Regions from separate parts of the Canis lupus genome. Here region 1 is linked to region 2. Evidence: chromatin contacts called from public Hi-C data. All regions are on one chromosome and are shown on one strand. Each heading gives the region's core, a stretch centred on a gene start, on an enhancer-like site or on the middle of the called end of the contact. The rest is flanking DNA. Distances are from core to core; before and after follow the strand shown. Region 1 overlaps GMDS (GDP-mannose 4,6 dehydratase). Region 2 holds the start of FOXC1 (forkhead box protein C1).

Evidence for each region. Hi-C and Micro-C count contacts between places; a contact is called where the count stands out from the background.
Region 1: a Hi-C map of blood shows a contact between it and region 2, with 4 times the contacts expected there. The contact joins the enhancer-like site here to the promoter of FOXC1 in region 2. A contact is called at or near these places in 5 of 9 Hi-C or Micro-C datasets (amygdala, blood, liver and 1 more).

The regions. Positions count from the first base shown.
Region 1 is chr35:3,783,133-3,787,628 of UU_Cfam_GSD_1.0, forward strand. The region is part of intron 4 of GMDS (GDP-mannose 4,6 dehydratase); the gene reads right to left. Among named protein-coding and RNA genes, the nearest start is that of GMDS, 150 kb to the right of the region's middle. Within about 2 kb of position 2,034, at least 4 of the 20 cell types and tissues checked have an H3K27ac peak or open chromatin away from gene starts, as enhancers often do. A contact at or near this core is called in blood, where this site is marked.
Region 2 is chr35:3,340,925-3,345,650 of UU_Cfam_GSD_1.0, forward strand. It overlaps FOXC1 (forkhead box protein C1), which reads left to right and starts at 3,267. Exons shown (of 1, transcript XM_038583957.1): 1 at 3,267-4,726. The coding sequence starts at 3,310.

The DNA.
Region 1 (4,496 bases), core at 784-3,283, 440 kb after region 2:
TTAGTCATTTTACAAATGTGAAGCCACCACAAGTTATAATTGGTTATAAGATGCCATAAATTTTTAAAGAACTCTATAACTCACATAAAGTCTATTTTTTCTAGTTGAAAAAGTATGTCAAAAATTATTTGTAAAGTATATCTTTTCTCAAATCCATTTAAAAAGTTATAAGCAAAATTTTTAAATTTTATTCATTCAACATTTAATTATTTATGTAAAATATTTACAAAATTTTATCAAAAAAATTGATGTGCCCATGCTAATATTTTTAAAAATCAAAATACTGGGTTTAAAAAAATTTTAAACAAAGTTCTTCTGTTACATTTGCCTACTTTAGACATGACTCTTTGAAACCAGGCAGTTGAAGGAAGTGGTGTTGCAATACTGCCCTTTTTATGAAAACTGCAGCAGTGAAAAGGTCACATAAATAATCTGCATCATACTATCCCATTAAGAAAAAGCACACAGTCTAAATCTAATACTGCCAAAAAGGGACAAAGAGTATGAAAGAAAAAGTATGCTGTCACCTGCAAAACGTATTATATTCTGGTTAAAAGTTGGTTCCAAACAGCAGATGTCAGTCTAAAACAAATTATATTTATATCTAAATCTAAAACAAATATATTTGATATTTTGATAATGATTTATAAAGAAATTTACACATTATTGTGACAAATCTGAACAGCCTTCACTTTGGTTTTAAGAATTGTATGACTATGCAAGTTCATCTTACAAAATTCCATTTAATTAAAAGCCCACAAAATTATGAAAAAAATTACCCCTACAATCAAATTGAAATTTTGATTAGTACAAATTTTTTTACTTCTTGTACTTATACAGCCTACAATTAAAAAAAAAAATCAGAGTAACACAGACCTATCTATGTGTACACACTGAAGTTAACAAAAGGGATTTAAAAAACAGAATATATGTATGGGGGTATCTTCTTTTTCTACCACTATGACAGAGTGTAACCATTTAATCATTAATAAGTAACAAGAAGCAGCCGGAATATGTTTTATGCTTCATTAAAACAACATTGAGGCCCATTACAGTGCACAGCAAATGGGGCTGGAAACCACCGCACACCCTGGCAAACCACATTCCCTTCTAACCTCGTTTGCTTGAAGCAGCTACAGAGTGAATGGCAATATACTCTCAAGTAAGCCTTTATTAAGTATGAGAAATAAATTATATTAAGTGTTATTTTTTGAACCCAGAAATGAGGGGAAGGGTTGTTAAGATATCAAATTTACTAAAAAAATAATTATGTGAGAAATAAGTTGCTGTCACAAGAGAGACTTGCCAGACACTGCGTTTGAGCAAGTTGTTATACACACCTTTGGAATCAATTTTGTGACACAGAGATTAGTCTGTGGTACTAAATCGCATGAGAGTGGATCAGAAAAAAAACTAAAGGGTACGGAAATGTTTTCTTGAACAACATTACCATTACATTAGAGGCATTAAGGAGCCCTTATTATGTTTATAACTAGTAAGATACTGACATGATTCGATAGCTCAGGACATGTTACAAATTGCTTTTTTATAACTTGCCTCCGTATCTCAGGTTTCTAATAAATATGATTTTACTTCATTAGATCCCCATGTCTGTGATTTTACCAAATTTAATTCTACAACTTGAAAATTACCTTGGAAATTTGTGGGAAGCCACAGAAAGGTCCTCAGAAACAGACACATATTAAATATTAATTATAATGATGACTGTCATCTTTTATAGTGATTATGTCATTATTCAGGAATGCTAATTAAGACATAAAATGACTCCTTAATTGCAAATGCATTCTGAAGAAATATATATTTGCACTTGTGTGTTTAATAGCAAATCCAGCGTGGGGACCAGACCATAACAGACTGCAGTTCTATTTTCTAAAATGCTGACATTTGAGCAAATGTTCCCATGGAATGTTTGTCTGATTCGTGGACTGACATTTCCTCTTTGTAACTTGCTTAACTAAGAAGGAGACATGCAGGCCAAACTCTACAGTACCCTCAGGCAGCAGGCCATTACTTGCCGCTGCAACTTGTGTACGGTTTCTCTTTTACTTCCCTCTTTCCCTACCGCCCCTCAGCCCTGAGCTGTCTCTTTATTTTGACATGCATATTATCTTAGCTGATTTCTATCATCTTACAGGAGTGGATGACATACCTTAAAAGATTAAGCCTTCCCACCTGGGATTTGTCCAGAAATGCAGTGTATTATAGCTTCTCACAGCCTTCTTCATTCTCCTATATTCTTGTGTTATCAATAGTGGCTTTCTTTCTTATTTTATGTTTAACTACAGGACACAGGCAGCTACGTTGATAGAAGTCAGTTTATAGTGTCATTCATCTTTCATTATAGGAACAAGGTTGACTTCCGCTGTCTGTAACACTTTGCTGCCATCTATGTGTAGAAAAGAGCACAACACTCCTCCATGCACCAAAAACCTCCTGGGTTGCAAAAAAGAATCCCAACTCTAATCTCAACAGATGACAAGGGAAGCTTCAGGAGTAATTTGCCTCCCCCCACGACAATGCCAACAATGCCAAAGCTTACCAGGAATTTCTATAAACAACTTCCTAACACTGAAAGAGTAGTGAGGATGCATTATTTAAAATAAACTAAAGCCAACAGTTTCATTATTGCTGCTGATAAATTTTAGCTAGTATGGCAACTTCTACAGTTCTGTTTGGAAAAGAAAGTGACAAGAAAAGGTGAAGTTTTAAGTCACTTAAATAATTACAATAAAATGAACGAACTTTTGCTAAAGTGCAATCTAAATAATCTTGCCAAACACTATAATGAAAAAAGATCATTTAACCAAAACAATCTCATAATATTTAATACTAAGTGAATGTAAAGCAACCAGATAAAAAAGTATTTATTCGCATTATTTAAACTACCAATAACTCAAGTACTGTGATTTAATAATTAACCATTTCCATTAAACACTCAAATATTCTTTTCTAAAGAAGACAGAGAGGGACGCCTGGGTGGCTCAGTGGTTGAGCATCTGCCTTTGGCTCAGGATGTGATCCGGGTCTGGGGATCCCTGTGGGGAGCCTGTTTGTCCCTCTATGTCTCTGTTTCTCTCTGTGTCTCTCAGGAATAAATTAATAAGATCCTTTAAAAAATAAATAAAAATAGAGAAGACAGAGAAATACATCAGAACCTGAAGAGCCTGTCAACCTCCCCGTTAGTATTGCCTATGTTGGTTTTCAATTGTCCTGACGAATGTCAGTTCAAAAAAACCAACAAAATCACTCCAGTGTGAGCCATATGGTAAAGGTAACCAAAACAAAGCAAGCAAGCAAACAAACAAACAAACAAACAAACAAAACTTTCCTCTACTAAACCATCTAGCAATCCACACAGTGAAGGTAAAAATTGATATTTCCAATCAGGACTAATGATATATGTTAACAGTCATAAAGAATGTTCCTTAAATGTTGTCAATACTATTGATTTCTAAAAGACATTTTACTATTAAGAAAAACTGACACAAACAAAGCATATGGGGTTGGGAGTAGAAAGGAAACTCAGGAAAACGTTTTACTCTGATTTACCAAATAGAATGAAAAGCTGACCCTGACTGCCTCGCCTCTGCCAGTCTGCCATGTACAGTAACTGCAAAACTGCTATCAGCATAATCTTTGTCATTCAGAGAACACTTCATTTTAATCATCAACACGTTTCATTTTAATCTTCAACACTAGAATCCTAATATAGAAGTTGAGCTCATTGTTTAAGATTCAACATTTTTTAAGGAATTTTTGGTCTAAGTTGTTCTAATGACAAACTTAACAGGGTTTAACAAGCCATGCCAAGACTTTATGCATATTTACCTGTAAATAAAGCAAATTTAAACTCATCATGGATGGTTTTTTATTAACATTCATAAACAATGTACATATTATGTGAATGTTACTAAAGAAAATAACATAATGATGCCTACTAATCTTTCACGTTAGACATTTTTCAAAAAATGGAGATCTAAATTATAGCAATTTTCTTACAATTTATTTCTTTTTGGCACTGGTAAGGTATCCAATACTTAATAAGTAGAAATTAAAACAAAATTTACGCACTAAACTTTTTGAAATAGAAAAGGTTTCATTTTATTTTACTGTACCAATTTTAAGAATCTAACAAAGAGAATTTTATAAACTCCACTTTTACTAAAAGAATATAGTAGGAATCATATTTGATATCAGGCCATATGAGGTGTTTTAAAAGAGCAGTTCAGTTTAAGTTCTTAAATTTACACACAAGTGTTTTGTGGTTTTTTTTGAGGGGAGGGGACTACAGATACATCTAACTGTGACATTAAAGCATTATCTGTATCTATCTTTATTTATAAAAATTACATATTCCAATCTAACTGGGAATCCAAAAAGTTTTCATCGTTAAAAATCCAAAACAGAACGTTTCACTCATAGTACCTAAACTATTTGTTTACTATTTGTGTTTTACAAATACATCTAGAAATGTA
Region 2 (4,726 bases), core at 2,017-4,516:
GACGGTGTGTGCCCCCTGGGCTGGCCTCAGGCCGCTCAAGAGTCCTTTCCTGAACTCGGGACTTGCCCGGATCCTTATTCCCTCTACTTGTCCTGAATAAAACGAAAAGAGAAAGAGCTCCTTCTGGTTCCCGGTGACCTGCGTTAGGGCACCGTCTCCTCCTCCCCACTCCCCCCAACACACACATTCCTGCGGTGTCACCACGTTCCCGAATCCAGGCATTTCCTGGAGTGCTCGCCACATCTCCCTCGTGCTTTTCTGCAGTCGGGGCCCTGGGGAGGCCTTGTAACTACCGCTGTGACGTCAGGCCCCCTCCTCAGAGCTCGGAACCCCTCGGTGGGCCCCGGGAATCGTAACCCCACCTGGCAGGTCAAGGAGGGGCTGGGAGTTGCCGGTGGGGCCAAGCGACAGTTGGGCCAGACATCCATTACGGCTGTCGCCGCGGGACCTTCAGGCGGCGAGCGCGGGAGGTGTCAGGAAAGAGAAGCCCGAGGTTTCCGGCGGGGGCATTTCTGCCAATTGAGTCAAGGTTTGTTGAGGAGACTGATGATGGAACCACCCCGAGGAGCAGCAAAAAGGAGCCTCAAAAACTTTAGACTCAAAATAAAAGCTTTAACCCATCCTCCCCCGAAGACTTCATTCCTGTGCCTTAACTTTAAAGTAACACCACTAACAACAATAATAAAATAAGCAAAGCACTTGAAATACAGTCAAGCCGTTTACTGGAGGTTTGCTTCCGAGTAAGCTTATAAAACACAAATGCAAATATCTTTTCCTGGCGAATATCCAGAGCTAAACCAGTGGAAAGTTGATCTTTATAAAACTGCACCCCCTCCAGTTTTTTTCACATGCCAGATACTAATTGCACAACGGGAACTTCTACACCCAAAGCGGGGAGCCCGGTGGCCACCGAGGTTCGATCTGCAATTTACACCCCACGCTGCCTGGGCTCCGGGGCTGCGCGGGGAGAGGGAGGGCAGGGGGGCAGGCGACGGTGTGGGTCGGGCTGGGGCCAGGAGGCCCGACTGTCCACTGCGAGCGCCGCCGGGGCCCACTGGCATTTCCCACGTTAGGAAAACAAGCGAGCAGCTCTGGCTGCTTCCCGCTCCGTGCCCTGCCCTGCGAGCAGTGGAGATGCAGCTTAAAGTTCAAATTCACCAAACGCTGGGGTGTTTTGGAGAGACCACCTAATTAGCCTCCAGGCTGAAGCCAGAGCGCCCCATAAAGCCCCGGCCAAAGGGGACGATTATGTCAGAGTACAGGGACCGGGGCTGGACACGAATTCACGTTTCAAGTCTGGGGTCTTCTCCCTCCCACCCCTTCCTCCCTCTGCAAGCGCTAAGGAACCGTCCAGGACTGAGCCTCCCGCTGACAAATCAAGTGTTGCTTCCAATCCGAGCCCCGGGCCTTGCGAACACCCTGGAAAAGGGAGTTTCAAGTGCCCCAAGAGCCCAGCAGGCCGAGAGGCAGCTGCCTCAGGAATGGGAAGTTCCGGGCGACCCCCCACCCCAGCCCCAGGCTCGCTCTAGAAGTGGCGGGTCCTCTCCTCTGTCTGAAAGACACTATTTTTTTTGTTGTTGTTGTTGTTTTTTTAAATGTTCAAGTGATAAGGAGCTGAGCCTGCCACACACGCCAGCTCCTCTGACATCGAACAACTGAAGCGACAATGAGAATTTTTGTGCAGGGAGGAAGCCGGGATTCCAGCTGGGAAGGCAAAAGGGGCTCCCAACACGTTCTTGCAGTTAAAGATTGTCAGAAATGGGGGGGAGTGGAGGTGTTAAATGCGTCACACTACTCTTCTTCACGGGTTCCTAAGCTTGCCAGGCCCCCCCACCCTCCCGGCTTCTGGTAAAGGACCTAGTGTTGGGGTGGGGGTGGGGGGTGAGAGGGGTGTTTTCTCCAGTTGCCAAAACGCAGAACCGCGTTGCAGGCGGAGGGGGGGGGGGGCAGTCCTTCGCTTCTCTCCTTCCCTCGTCTGCACCCCGCTGCACCCCGCTGCACCCCGGCCGCCCTGCGAGTCTCGGGCGCGCAGGGCCCCCCAGAACCGGCGGCGCCCGCGCCTCTGCGCCTCTGCCCCCAGCACCTCCGTTACGCGCGCGCGGGGATGGAGCCTGAGCGGAGACGCGCGGGGTTCTCGGGCGTGTGTTTATTTGCTTCTTGTCATCACACCTGCTCGCGTCGCTGGGCCCGAAGCGTGACCCTCCTCTGAGCCGAAGCGTGCGGGGCCCGACGAGAGCGGGCGGCGAGGGGCGAGCCTTAGGGGTCGGGCCCGGCGCGGCGCTGCGGGGAGGTCTGCGGGGAGGGAGGGAGGCCCCAGCAGCGGGCCGCGGAGCCGGGCGCCCCGGGCGGCGGGGAGGGAGCCAGGTGGCCTGGAGTGGGGCGGGCGGAGCCTACCTGGGCACGGTCCGGGCGCGGCCCCGGGGCCCCCTGCCCTGTCCCTACTGGGTGGGGGTGGCGAGGAAGGCGAGGCCGGGGCGACGCTGCGGCGGCGCCTCCAGGCCCGGGGCCCAGGGAGGCCGCAGGTGGGGGGCGAGGGAAGCAGCCGGCTGCGAAGCCCGGCGGCCCGCGGGGAGGCGGAGGGCGGGCGTGGGGTGGGGTGGCGTGGGGTGGGGTGGGGCGCCCGGGGGGCCGGGCCGTGGCGCGCGGCCCGCGGGGACCCGGGAGTCCCGCCGGCGGGGAGGCGCGGGGGGCGCGCGGGGCGCGGGGGGGGGGGCGGCCGGCTGCGGGCGCGGGGCGCGCTCGGCCGGCGCGCGTGTGGCCAGCCCCGCGGTCCTCCCGCAGCTGGGCGCGGGCCGCCGGGGCTCGGCCTCCGGCTCCTCCGGAGGCGGTTCTCGCCTGCCATTGGCTGCCGCGGCCGGGGCGGGGCGGGGCTCCGCGGCCCGGAAAAAATGTAACTGCGTAAAAAAGTCCTCGCCTGGGTGACGGATGCTCAAAAGTTCAGAAGTTTTCCCCATGCTTCCTTAGGCGGCCGGCGCGCGGGAGCCTGCGGAGGAGGTGACGCGGGGCCCGGGAAGGCGGCCGGCGCGCTGCCCCCGCCCCTGGCCGAGCGGAGGGCGCGGGCTCCGGGGCGCGGGCTCCGGGGCGCAGGCTCGGCGCGGGTCGGGCGCGGGCTCCGGGCGGCGCGGGCGGGCTGGCGGCGAGGGCGCCGGCTGGCCCCGTGCTGCGCGCTCGCTCGGCGGCCGGGAGGCGCGGCCCCGGCCCGGCCCGGCCCCCGGCCCCCGGCGCCCGGCGCCCGGCGCCCAGCGCCCAGCCCGGAGCGGCGCGGCGGGAGGCGGCGGCTGCGCGGGCCGGACTCGGCGAGCGGGGGCCATGCAGGCGCGCTACTCCGTGTCCAGCCCCAACTCCCTGGGAGTGGTGCCCTACCTCGGCGGCGAGCAGAGCTACTACCGCGCGGCGGCCGCGGCGGCGGGGGGCGGCTACGGCGCCATGCCGGCCCCCATGAGCGTGTACTCGCACCCGGCGCACGCCGAGCAGTACCCGGGCGGCATGGCGCGCGCCTACGGGCCCTACCCGCCGCAGCCGCAGCCCAAGGACATGGTGAAGCCGCCCTACAGCTACATCGCGCTCATCACCATGGCCATCCAGAACGCCCCGGACAAGAAGATCACGCTCAACGGCATCTACCAGTTCATCATGGACCGCTTCCCCTTCTACCGGGACAATAAGCAGGGCTGGCAGAACAGCATCCGCCACAACCTGTCGCTCAACGAGTGCTTCGTCAAGGTGCCCCGCGACGACAAGAAGCCGGGCAAGGGCAGCTACTGGACGCTGGACCCGGACTCCTACAACATGTTCGAGAACGGCAGCTTCCTGCGGCGGCGGCGGCGCTTCAAGAAGAAGGACGCGGTCAAGGACAAGGAGGAGAAGGACCGGCTGCACCCCAAGGAGCCGCCCGCCGCGCCCGCCGCGCCCCCGCCGCCGCCGCCGCCGCCGCCCCCGCAGGCCCGCGCGCCCCCCGCGCCCCCCGCGCCCCCCGCGCCGCCCGCGCCCGAGCAGCCCGACGGCGCCGCGCCCCCGCAGCCGCCGCCCGTGCGCATCCAGGACATCAAGACCGAGAACGGTACGTGCCCCTCGCCGCCCCAGCCCCTGTCCCCGGCCGCCGTGCCCAAGATCGAGAGCCCCGACAGCAGCAGCAGCAGCCTGTCCAGCGGCGGCAGCCCCCCCGGCGGCCTGGGCTCCGCGCGCGCGCTCAGCCTGGACGGCGCGGACCCCGCGGCCCCGCCCGCGCCCCCGCAGCCCGCGCCGCCGCCGCCGCCGCACCTGGGCCAGGGCTTCAGCGTGGACAACATCATGACGTCGCTGCGGGGGTCGCCGCAGGCCGCGGCCGAGCTGGGCTCGGGCCTGCTGGCGGCGGCGGCGGCGGCCGGGGCCTCGCGCCCGGGGCTCGCGCCCGCGCTGGCGCTCGGCGCCTACTCGCCGGGCCAGGGCTCCCTGTACGGCTCCCCCTGCGGCCAGGGCGCGGGCGCGGGCGGGGGCGCGGGCGCGGGCGCGGGCGGGGGCGCGGGCGGGGGCGCGGGCGCGGGCGCGGGCGGGGGCGCGGCGGGCGCGGGGACCTACCACTGCAACCTGCAGGCCATGAGCCTGTACGCGGCGGGCGAGCGCGGCGGCCACCTGCAGGGCGCGCCGGGGGGCGCGGGCGGCCCGGCCGTGGACGACGCCCTGCCCGACTACTCGCTGCCCCCGGCCACCAGCAGCGGCGGCGCGGCCCTGAGCCACGGCGCGGGCG